Regions from separate parts of the Mus musculus genome. Here all the other regions are linked to region 2. A link is a contact called in public promoter capture Hi-C data. All regions are on one chromosome and are shown on one strand. Each heading gives the region's core, a stretch centred on a gene start, on an enhancer-like site or on the middle of the called end of the contact. The rest is flanking DNA. Distances are from core to core; before and after follow the strand shown.

Region 1 (3,761 bases), core at 1,211-3,710, 210 kb after region 2:
TGCAAGTGGATCCATGTTTGCAGGAGTGTTTTTAAGTAGAGCTAAGGCTAGGTTAAGAAAATACACATGAGTAACATCATGCTATAAACGTAAAGAGGAAATGAGGAGACTTACTCAGTTCTGACTCCTAGTTGGAAGCTTTAGACTTTTAATGATCCACCCTGCCCTCGCTAAAGCATGTGTTAATGGCTGAACAAAACAGTGTCCTCTTTTACATAGTTCCTCCCTGGCCACTTACATTCTTCATGTGGGGTGACATAGGAGATGCCAGTGGGGTATGTATGTAGTAAGCCCTACTTATGGCCATACTGGGCTGAACTTGACATGGGTCCCCCACTTCAAGGATTTTACCCTCTCATGAGGAAGGTGAACCTCACTACCACATGTTAAGCTCAGTTAAATGAGCAAGGGTTCCAGTGTCATGGGACGGTGGCCAGAAGGGCTTCCCCATCAGCCCAAGCATCAGGACCCTGGAGCAGGAGATAGGAATCAGAATGGCATCTGGCACTGTCTAGGAGCTAGAACTATGAAGGACTGAATAGCTGTGATTAGATAGTATAAGCAGGAGGGAACAGAGAGTGGGCAGACATCATGGTTATGAAGGCCTTGGTTGTCATGGTTATGAAAGCCTTGGTTGCCCTGTAAGGAGCTGGGGAATGGACCCACAGGTTCTCCTGTTTGGACATTTGGTCCTGTTTTAGAAAGTGATAGAACCTTAGGGACAGGGGCCTAGCTGGGAGAAGTGGGCCAGAGGGAGATGGGCCAGGAGGGTATATAGTGCAGCCCACTTCCGACTGGCTTCTTGCTTCCTGGTCCGCTGGATTCATGCAGTCAGCTGCTGCACACGGCCATAGAACCACTGACCTCCCCACTGTGAAAAGCTGCATAAGCAATTTCCTGATTGAGTCACTGAGGAGTCATGTGGTAAGGTACCATGTTAGAAGCGCAGAAGAGACAGCCAAAGGTGAGGGGCTGAGGGGGCAGGCAGCTGTGGGGGCTTAGGCATTAAAAAGTCCACACAGGACGCCAACAGCTACCAGGAAATAAGGACTCAACAGGATAAGAGAGCTCAATGGAGCAGCTTCCTGAGCAAGCACTCATGGGAACCTCTCTGATGTGAGTGGGCTGTGGAATACTGTAGCATCTTCTTGAGAATATTTTAGGGTGGCAAGGTTGCACGTAAGGGCACTTGTTACTAAGTGAAATAAGACAGCCTTTTAAAATATATTTATATATTTATTTTTATAGATTATATATTTTTATTTATATAATATATATTTGTGTATTTTATATAATGTATATTTGATATATATTTAATTTTATGTGTATGAATTTTGTGCCTGCATGTATGTATATACACCATGTGTGTGCCTGATGCCAACAGAGGCTAGAGAGGAACATGTGTTAGATCCCCTGGAACTGGAGTTACAGGTGGTTTTAAGTTGCCAGGTGAACAGGGAGGGCTTCATGTTGCTTTTCTCGTCCCTGTTTTGGGCACGGGTACATATATGTGCCTTGGAGAGAGATAAGTTGTATTAAAAGACAGATCTGTGGGTGCGTCCTGTCCTCTGCAAAAGAGAAAGTGAGTCCTCGCCCATGTCAGATCACGTGGACTCATGAGACCACAGGTTGCACATTCTCACACATTCCGCACTGCACTCCATGTGGCCTGGCCCCTTCTTCAGTCTCCTGGCAACAGCACAGTGGTGGGGATGTAAGGAGAGGCCTGCCAGCAGCGGACTGAGGCCTGGCCCCTTCTCACCCACACCCCTCCCACTCTGACGCTTTGTCATCTCATTGGTGCAAGCAATCTGCCTATCCACAGAAGGTCCTGCTTGGCCTATGACCCTGTGGCCTTGCCTCACAGCCAGGGTCAGGAATCAGCATATTCAAAGATCTGATCTCTGCCTTTTCCTGCTTGCATATCTGACATGAATGTTAGACACAGACACTCAAGTTGGAGGTGGGTGAGTTTTTATTTCTCAATAGACTCACTTCAGAATTCACTCCCATTCCTAAGTTGGACTTCCATCTTTGGCACAGATACATGGGAAACACAATCTAATGAAAAGTAAGATTAAATACTCTTGTCCAAATAAAAGTCTAAGGTCATCTTCTCTGCCTCCTAAGAGCACCAATGCAAACTGCCAGACGGTAGTTTAGCCTGTGGTGACTCTCCATGTTTGCTGTTTGCCACAACTATGTGCATGCCTGATAGCCTCTCTCCTCAGCCTCTGTCAACCCTGTCAGGAAGCTCCTGACTGCTGTCTCACAGAGATTGCATATACGAAGAGCTGGGACTTGCCTGCATGGAGCTTGCAGGGAAAGACTGAGTCCGTGTGTCGTTTCCCCCACCCCCCACCCCCAGCCTGGATCTTCAACTTCCACAAGTCTCCAGTATGTTCACAGAGGCTCCTTCCCAGGACTTCCCACTACAGGGCAGCAAGGTTTCACTGCCTAGTCATCTGGTGCCCTCTACAGGAAGACACTTTGTTGGCTATGTTTCAACCTAAATGTCCCCAGGATTGTCTTTATGGGTCCAATGCTTCATCCTGTGGCTCTGTGAAGATTAGCTGTACTTGTAACCATCCTGGAAGGGCTGAAGATAGTCTAAGGACATGTCTGTGCTCCTTGCTTGGCTACTGGACTATTGAAGAAGTGGAAGAAATCGGAACTCCTCTCACCCCCAGAAATCTCAAGCTGGGAGAAAAGAATCCCTTAGAGCCCGGGCCAGCCAGCGGGGAAACTTTTCTTCTGAGAAAAAATTCACAGTTGTGTAGACCACCTTACAGAAAGGAGAACAAAGAGTCAGAGGCAGCTGCGCCACCCCTGGACCAGAGCTGCCTGTGTGTGCACAGCCTGCTACTGTATTTAAAACTTAACCTGAAATCAAGACCCTGGGGCTGCTAAAACCCTCTTCCCAGTGTGGTATATCAAGTGCACTCCCTTTTTCTGTTTCTCACAATTAGTCTGCCTGTCTTGATTGCTCACTCAAGACTAATAGCTGAACCTGGTTTGTCCTGACCTGACAGAGGCCAACTCCCTGAGTCCAAAGCATGATCATCCACAGATCCCATCATCCTAAAGTCTAACATGGCTTCATGCTCTAAATTTCACTTAAAAGTCTTTTCTTTTTAATTTATATATAAGAATCATATTGGGAGAAGTTCTGCTATGGGTGTAAGTATTCTAATTTTAATTTACATATCTTCAAAAACTCTTTCTGTATCCAATGTGTAGCCTTCTTGCTTTTTCTTTACCTGTATTGCAAGTTTTTATTTTTACTTAGTTCCCTTGAGAGAAACATTGGACCTGGAGCTCCACAGGACCTATCTATGCACGCATGTTCACAAACACATGTACATAAACAAGGGCTCTCAAACGTGCACACACACACACAAATAGAGCTGGGGTACAAACACCACCAGGCTCTAGGATGACTTCTGCTGTTGGCAGAGCCTTGAATGGTCAGCTGCTCCCCAGGGCTTTTTGCATAGGCATTTAGTTCCGATTCTCCCAGGTCTGAAAATGAGTCCCATTCTGAATATTCCCAAGGCACCCATCCCTACTGATATGTATTGTTGTTTTAAAGGTGTGTAGTTAGCTTAGCTTCCTGCTTCAGTATCATGCTCTCTGGTCCCATCTGTGACTCCATGGTACTTGCTACATCTTTACAGAGATCAGTTACTGTATACACAGACCTTCCATGAAAGACAGTATTTTGATCACATTTTAAAACACACAAACCCCCTGTTCTCTCC
Region 2 (4,004 bases), core at 215-2,714:
AGATCAGTGCCACCCACAGCGGGTGCGGCCTTCTACATCAGTCACTAACCAAGACAATCCCCCACATGCTTGCTCACAGGCCTATCTGATTGATCTGGGACAAACTGACAGTTAACAGATAACCAAGACATGTGGGAACAGGGGTGCCTATGACCAGGAACATGGTTAAGATGGTAAAGTACTCACCTGCCATCCAAGATACATGGGGTTTGATTCCCAATACCGTATATACAGAGCTTAGTTACATAGGTTCATATCACCCGCACTTTGGAGGTAGAGGCTAGAGAATCAAAGTCTTAGGCTGTTCTGGACGGCACAAGTTCAAGGCAGGTTGGGATAGATCTGACTCAAGAAATAAATAATTTCTTTTTAATCTGAAGCTATGGCTTCTCCATCAGGCCAGACTGTACCCCCCAAGCTGTGCGCTAAAACAAACACTCTCTTCCATAAAAAAGAAAAAAATCAACAAGGTATGGTGGTACATCTCTGCAGTCCCAGCTACTCAGGAGGCCAGAGGAGTGACCACAATTTGAGCCTAGAAGTTCCCAACTTAATGGAATCACACACACTAAAAGAATAATTGTATTACCAGTAAGAAAACTAAATCTCAGCAAGGTGGTTTTAAAAATCTTGTTTGATCCTAGTTACATAAAAAAATCATAAATGTATACACACAGGGATGAAGGACAGCCAGTATTTCTCTCTAGCTTGTAAAATTTCCATTTTACTATTTGAAAGTTCAAATCCATTCTTGGTTACAGGGAGAGTCAAGTCCAGGGTGGGATACAGAAGTTTATGCCAATAAAATAAAATAAAATAAAATAAAATAAAATAAAATAAAATGGCACAACATGCTATATAGCCTTCAATTCAATTATGTGCATTTGGATATCCTGAGGAAGGAAGGTATGTCCACTGATCCCCACCAGGCACAGTGCATACCTATAGTCCCAGCACTGATGCAAGCTAAGACAAGAGTTCACCTTACATCATCCCGAGCCAGCCAGAGCTACATACCCCAACCCAGATGACTGTTCAGGAAGACTCTCAAACGGATGCTGGCTTCCCAGGATGTACATAACTGGTGCCCAGAAACTCGTGTCTTTGGAAGAAGGGCCATCTGCCTTTCTCTTAGGTCTGGCCAGAGATCTTCTCTGCACCAGGTAATACGAGGCGAGGTGAGACATGGCAGGATGGTGGGGGGAGTGCACAGCCGCAAAGCCCTCCCCAGGTCACGCATGCGCAGACCAGGGAAGCTTGAGCACCCCACTTGTCCTGCGCAAAGCCGGATGTCAGGGATGCGCAGACCTCCAGTCTCCCGATCCTAAGTTCTCTCCCCTCCAGCCACTCCAGAGCCTTCCCGCCAAATTTACATCCAATCAGAAAGTACCACCGCTTCAAATTGAGCCACATCCAATCGCAAAAAGGACGTGGCGCCTAAGCCTGCCCCCGAGACGCTCTGGACTAATGAGCATCCAGGGAGAAAGCGTTAAGTACCCGGAGCATCCAGCCTGGACCGTTGGGCGCACGAGCGGCGGTTGAGGAGCAGCTCTGAGGATCGGCTGAGGTGCTCTGCTAGGAGTTCAGCATGGTGAGAACAGCCCGAACCGGGGTGGGACCCACGGGAGGGAGAACGCCATCTCCTCAGAGTCTGGGGTCCTGTGAGGGTGAGCAAGCGAAGCGGCTGGGAGCCCGCTTCTCCTCTCCCAGGTCCCCGGCAGGGGGTGGGGTGGGATGGGGGTGTTAGGTCTCAGAGCCTGGCATCTCCTCATGGCCCAAACTCTCTCAAGAGGGAGATGCACCTTGGGGTGCAGAACCTGCCTGGAGTCCCAGCCCAACAGCACCTGACAAAAGAGGCACAAGAGTTCCAGCCTTAGCCTCGTCCGATTCCAGTCTCGAGAGTGCCGAGATGGGTTTTTGGAAAGGGAACTTTTGTGTTTTCTGATGCCAGTGCCCTTGACTGAGAAAACAATCAATCGCCTGGGTTCCAGAAGATTCTAGAAGCTACCAAGCTTTCTGGCCTAATGCTCACCATAGGAAAGTGAAAGTGAAAGTGACCGAGCCCAGACAGCTTCAGTTTGGAAATTTAAGAGTCTCTCACGGCCTTTGCTGGTCCCTAGCTTACTGTGCAGGGGGAAATCCTCCAGACTCTGATAGTCCTGCCCTCTGCCTTCTCTGTCAGAATCACAGATGTTGGCCACCAAACTTCCCAAAGAAGTTTTTGTATTTTGTGCCTGCAGCTCCTTGTCATGTTAGGTGGTTTATAAGTGGAATCATTTGTGCCCTTTAGAAGGTATATGAGCTATGGTGTGGCATGCCACAGTCCCAAACACTATGCAGGCAGAGGTAGGGAACTTGGATGCCCAAGACTAATCTGAGGTAGTGAATTTGAGACCAGCACAGGCTACAAGACCTTAAGGGGGAAAACATAAAACTGAGAACCTTTCTTAAGTTTTTGGTTTGTTTTAAAATGTGTAGGTGTGTCTTTGGGAAGTGTGTGTTCATGACTGCCATTTCCCAGAGAAGCCAGAGAGGGCAGTGACTATCCAGAGGCTGCAGTCATGGGCAGTCCCTGAAAGAGGAGAACTTAACAAACAAACCATCTCTCCTGCCCTAGGCAGGGAACTTTTTAAAATATCTATATTCACTCAAAAGGAACACATGCTAACAAATACCAAATGAGATCTAGGTCTAAACAGCCGGAATGTGTTTGTTTTTTTTGACAGGGTCTCATGGTAAACTCAAACTTGTCTCCCTGCCTTAGCCTCATAATTGAGCTAGTTCCTGTCTTGTATCACCACACCTGGCTTGATCATTATTTTTTCATTAAGAAATGTATTGAGAAGGCACTTCAGCCCCCATCCTTTTGTTCTTATGGTGAAATCCTTGCCGTGCATGGAATTTGGCAACATATTCTAACTTGATTTCTGTTGCTGGGATAAAAACACCAGAGCGACTTTTAGGAGGAAGGGGTTTATTTGACTTCCAGGCTATGTAGTCTGCCAGTGGAAACCCATGCAGGAATGAAGGCAAATTATCTCTGTGAGTTCAAGTCAGCCAGGGAAACATAGTGAGACCTTATCTTAAAACAAAAAAGAGAAAGAAAAGTGGCAGGAAACTAGAACGCAAGATTTTCTAGATGGGCAGATAAAAAACACAGTGACTACCCAGGCTAGGGCTGGGTACCCTGGGACCTATTCTGTCTTTTTTATTAGAGTATATCTTATCCTTTAGACAGGCCACTATTAAAACCACATAGATTATTTTCCAGAGAATTACTGTGACTGTCCATGATGAGCTAATTGTCGACATTGTATGGTGTGCAAGTCTTAAACTTTAATATTTTGAAAAGTGGCAAACATTTATACTCTGGGGTGAACTCCTACTGAAGAGTATGGTTAGCCTCATGTGATGGCTTACATTTCTAATTCTAGAACTTGAGAGGCTGGGGCAAGAGGATTATCACTAGAGAGTTCAGAGCGGAACAAGCTGCTCTCTCTCTCGTGTGTGTGTATGTGTTGAGATATGGTTGGACTTGAATGTACTTACTCTTTCCTTCTGAGAACTGGAATTCCATAATCCTGCACAACCATACCTAGTGGAAGTCAGTTTTAACAGAGATAAAAGGAGTGCCTGAGCATTCTTGGAAATAAAGTTTGAAAATAGACACCAAGGTACTACTCAAAATTGTATAGGTGTGTCATGCAGTTTCATGTTTCTGTTCTGGTTTCCAGCGTGAGTGTATCTCTATCCACGTGGGGCAGGCAGGTGTCCAGATTGGCAATGCCTGCTGGGAGCTGTACTGCCTTGAACATGGTATTCAGCCTGACGGTCAGATGCCAAGCGACAAAACCATTGGCGGCGGGGACGACTCATTCAACACATTCTTCAGTGAGACTGGAGCCGGCAAGCACGTGCCCAGGGCAGTGTTTGTGGACCTGGAGCCCACTGTGGTCGGTAGGTGCTTGGGGCCTGAGTGGAGGCTTTCCTGGGAAACTGGGGTG
Region 3 (3,776 bases), core at 598-3,097, 210 kb before region 2:
ACAAATGGGGTTATACTTCTTACTAAAGAGCTGGGGTACACTCCTCACTAAAGAGCTGGGGTACACTCCTCACTAAAGAGCAGGTTATAGTATGTGTGTGATGTTGAACTGTTTGGAGATAAAAGATCCAGTTATGATGTGGCTGGTTATTTTATTAGGATTATTTGGCTGTTAAAGAGACACCTGTAGGGAAGGGCTCACGACGATACTCTCACTCAAATGTTCTTTTATTTTAAAAAAGTTATAAAATCACATTCTGGAAGTCAACAGAGAGGCTACTATCCTCAAACACAGGGGTAACTTCTTTCGCTTAGTATAAGTGTTCTCAGTTTGATAAGGGAACACGGACAACATTTGGGCACTCTGCACACACAGTTGTGTTCATATGTACATGCATGTGTGTGTGCACACAGGCACACACATGACAAATATTCTGCCAGCCTTAGAAATGTGATTGCAGACATTGCAAATTTTTAGTACAATAAATTTAAACCACATAAAACAAGCAAGTAGCAATGAACAGGGCAGGTGCTAGCCTGGACACATGAAGGACATGTACATCAAACCTGCATTGGTGGCAGTTTCTTATGGAAAAATACCTTGAGCCAAAGACAAACTTGCCAGAGCTAATGAACTAATGAGTCATGCCCCACGTTCATCTTAGGTAAAGTCCCTGGTCCTTCTGGTGTGCGCTGGTCTGCTGCCCTGAGCAGACCTTGGGTGCTGGCTCTGCACCTGGTCCAACAACACCTAGAGGAAGCTTAACTCGCAGGTGCTCTAAAAAGCCCAGGATCATGGGTGAGGAGGCTACAACATCTGCCCCAACACAGGGAGTAACTGGGACCAGGGGGATCCAGATTGCAGGAACCCGTCTGCCAAGTGGCACAGCTTCCTTCCAGTCTGAGCCAGTTCCCTGAGCAGACCTTGCGCATTAGCTCTGCACCCAGTCCCACAATACCTAGAGGAAGCTTGACTCTCAGGTGCTCCAGCATGCCCAGGATCATAGGATCACAGGATCGCTGGAGCTTGGTCACACCAGGATCTCAGGATCCCAGAGGCAGCTCGACTTCTAGGAGCTCTGACACACCCAGGATCTCAGGATCACAGGATCCAAGAATCACAGGATCATAGAGACGGCTGGCCTCTGAGGAGTTCTGACACAACCAGGATCACAGGAAGGACAGGCTCCAGTCAGATACATCAAGGGCAGGTAGCACCAGAGATAACAAGATGGTGAGAGGTATATCCATCCACATGTAAAGTTATAGGGGATGAGGAAGTGGGCTTTCTAGAGAAGGCAGGGAAACTCAATCAGATGCTGCACACGCACAGCTGAGCTAGCACACATATGGATAACGGAGGACTAAACATTTGACCAGTCCTCTCGAAGCAGCCATTGTACCTGGTATATACACACAGGCAAGAGGATGGCAGTAGATACAGGATACTTTTATGTGACTGCAGAATGAGGCAATATGGGAATAGAAAAAAAAATGTATCAAAATTGAGTGTTACAGTATCAGGATCAGATCTCCATGTAACATTTAAGTCCTTTATGTTGCATGATTATGTCACAAACAGCAGACACTTAGTGCAGTGTCCTTCTGGAAGTGAAAAGGCAAAGCAGCCACAGAGCTCTGGTCTACAAATCCTCACACGTGCAGTTAGTGTTCAAAAGGACCAGAGTGGTGCACGTTGGCCTTCCTGCTCGGATGGGGAGGTGTCCTGGGACTCAGAAGCCCAGGAACCACACAGTTCTGTGAGGAGAAGGTTTCTCAGTGGAAAGGCATCCTGAGACAAGGGAGCCAAGGAACCACGCAGTGCTGAGGAAGCCTCCTCAGCAGAGGTGTTGCAGCTCCCAGGGGAGGCTACCCCAGCTGAGCTCAGGAGCTCTGGAGCCTCAGCCCCGCCCCTTCTCTTTGCTTCTTTGCTTCTTTCCATTGCTTCTTGTCTTCTTGCTCTCTTCTGACCAGAGAGTTATGCCAGGCAGCAAGTGTCATAAAAGAGATTTATTGGCGGTCCCTGGAGGGAGCAGACAGCAGGGGATGGAGTTTTCTAGGGCAGAGGTTACAGGGTGAGGATTGTGTGGGATTTCAAGTCCCGGGCTTGAGGGAGCTCAGGGATTGGTGGGATTTCCTGCTCAGACTTTTCATCTAAAGTTAGCAGAATCTGGGGAAAGTACTGTTGATGACCTCTGTGACAGTAACAGAGGCTAGAAACACCTTTATGACAGTTAGGGATGTCTGAGGGGAGGGGCCTGGCCACTTTCCTGCCTTGGGAGTTTACAAAGTTTAAAAAAGCATACAAACGCTACAAAGTTTACAAAGGACAGGAAGAGCCCTCTCTTCCCTCTCTTGGTTTGAGTAGTGAGGATAGCCAACATAGTGGTCTATCAGCTCAAAACTAGAAAGCTGGTTAAAGTCTTCCAGATTTGTGGATGTTCTGTAGTAAAGTCATCTTGACAAAATATTAACACCTGTTAACTGGGAGTGGTTAGCATAGAGGTGATTTTTACATTCTTTATTTTTTAAAAAAAAAAGTGGCTGGAATGAATGTCAGGACAGCCTCATCTACACAGAAGAAACCCTGTCTCCAACTGCCCATCCCCTCAGCCCAAATATTAACTAGGTGTAGGGTATGTAGATGTTCCTTTAAATTATCTTACTCTTTAGTCTCTAAGCTGCTGTATTGTATGTATTTAAGATATAACTAAAGGCAAAAATCATTATTCTCTCTTCCAGAGTGTCTTTCTTCTGCAATCCAACAAACGCCTGTCATAGACTCATGGATCTGAGTTGGTGATGAAAAGGAATTTATCTTCCCAGCTGTTTGTCAATCATTTAGAACTTGTCTGTTGGTGATTTTCTTTTGCAACAGGAAACAAAAGGGGGCTCTGGTAATTCTGATGCGTATTTATCTACGCGTATTTACAGTTTCACGTATAGAAATGTAAAACTTGTGTAATACTGAGTTACTTCATAGTTGAGGAAACACAGTCACACATACAAGTAGTATGTGGTTTTATGAAAATGGATTAGCCTTAAAGTCGATTATTTATTGATTATTATTATTAACATATTATTCCATTTCTAAAAGGCGCTATCATGGTGTGCATTATTTCTCAAGGAGGTGCTAGCAACTCTACAAACATGGTGGCTTTTGGTGTTTTATGTGGTTGCATTGAGGGGTCTTAAAGGTCACAGACAAGTGTGGTTGGGGGGGTATCAGGGCTGTGAGTGGGGAGCATGGCTGTTTCTCTCCTCGCCTCAGACAGAGCTGCTGTGTGCTGTACCTTTCGATTCTGCCTAAGATTTATTTTTAAATTCATCCTTCTGCCAAACAGGAGTGTGTGGCCTTTCCCGATAACAGTGCTGTGTGAAACAAACAGTGTGTTTCAATGCTGGGGTCTGGTTCCTTTTCGGTCCAGCCTTCCTCAGATTGTTTTCCTCAAGAACCTGGGACATCTGATGAGCCTCAAGTACTCTTTCTCGGGAGAAGTCACATAGACACAAGATTGCAGCAAATACAGCAGGTTCATTCAGATGTGAAGATGTAACCAGTCTGGGTTAATAATGTCACCTCAGCCAGGCACAGTAGTTCATGCCTATAGTCCCAGCACTCAAGAGGCTGAGGCAGAGGCTCAAGAATTCAAGGCCATCCTGGGACATCCAGGTGGCCCTAACTCAGAAACCAAATTTGTACAGTGTGGTTCTGGTGTTAAGGTCCTGTCCCCCAAATTGGTTCTTGATTAATCAATATAAGATGCCAGGGGTCAA

Evidence for each region. Promoter capture Hi-C pulls out the DNA fragments that hold promoters and counts their contacts.
Region 1: a contact with region 2 is called in a promoter capture Hi-C map of liver, with 2.9 times the contacts expected there. The contact joins the enhancer-like site here to the promoter of Tuba3b in region 2. A contact is called at or near these places in 6 of 39 promoter capture datasets (embryonic stem cells, liver, neural stem cells and 2 more), 1 of 484 Hi-C or Micro-C datasets (neutrophils) and 3 of 9 other capture datasets (adipose tissue, embryonic stem cells and liver).
Region 3: a promoter capture Hi-C map of the 3T3-L1 cell line shows a contact between it and region 2, with 4 times the contacts expected there. The contact joins the enhancer-like site here to the promoter of Tuba3b in region 2. A contact is called at or near these places in 10 of 39 promoter capture datasets (the 3T3-L1 cell line, 3T3-L1-derived adipocytes, cranial neural crest and 5 more), 1 of 15 datasets of contacts at CTCF or cohesin (embryonic stem cells), 2 of 115 datasets of contacts at active chromatin or transcription factors (embryonic stem cells and stem cell-derived neural progenitor cells) and 3 of 9 other capture datasets (adipose tissue, embryonic stem cells and liver).

What each region holds. Positions count from the first base shown.
Region 1 is chr6:145,821,556-145,825,316 of GRCm38.p6, forward strand. No RefSeq gene overlaps it. Among named protein-coding and RNA genes, the nearest start is that of Gm38927, 19 kb to the right of the region's middle. Within about 2 kb of position 2,461, at least 28 of the 459 cell types and tissues checked have an H3K27ac peak or open chromatin away from gene starts, as enhancers often do. A contact at or near this core is called in liver, where this site is marked.
Region 2 is chr6:145,614,499-145,618,502 of GRCm38.p6, forward strand. Tuba3b (tubulin, alpha 3B) reads left to right here and starts at 1,465. Exons shown (of 5, transcript NM_009449.3): 1 at 1,465-1,591; 2 at 3,735-3,957. The coding sequence starts at 1,589.
Region 3 is chr6:145,399,359-145,403,134 of GRCm38.p6, forward strand. All of the region lies in intron 9 of Lmntd1 (lamin tail domain containing 1), which reads right to left. Among named protein-coding and RNA genes, the nearest start is that of Lmntd1, 34 kb to the right of the region's middle. Within about 2 kb of position 1,848, at least 5 of the 459 cell types and tissues checked have an H3K27ac peak or open chromatin away from gene starts, as enhancers often do.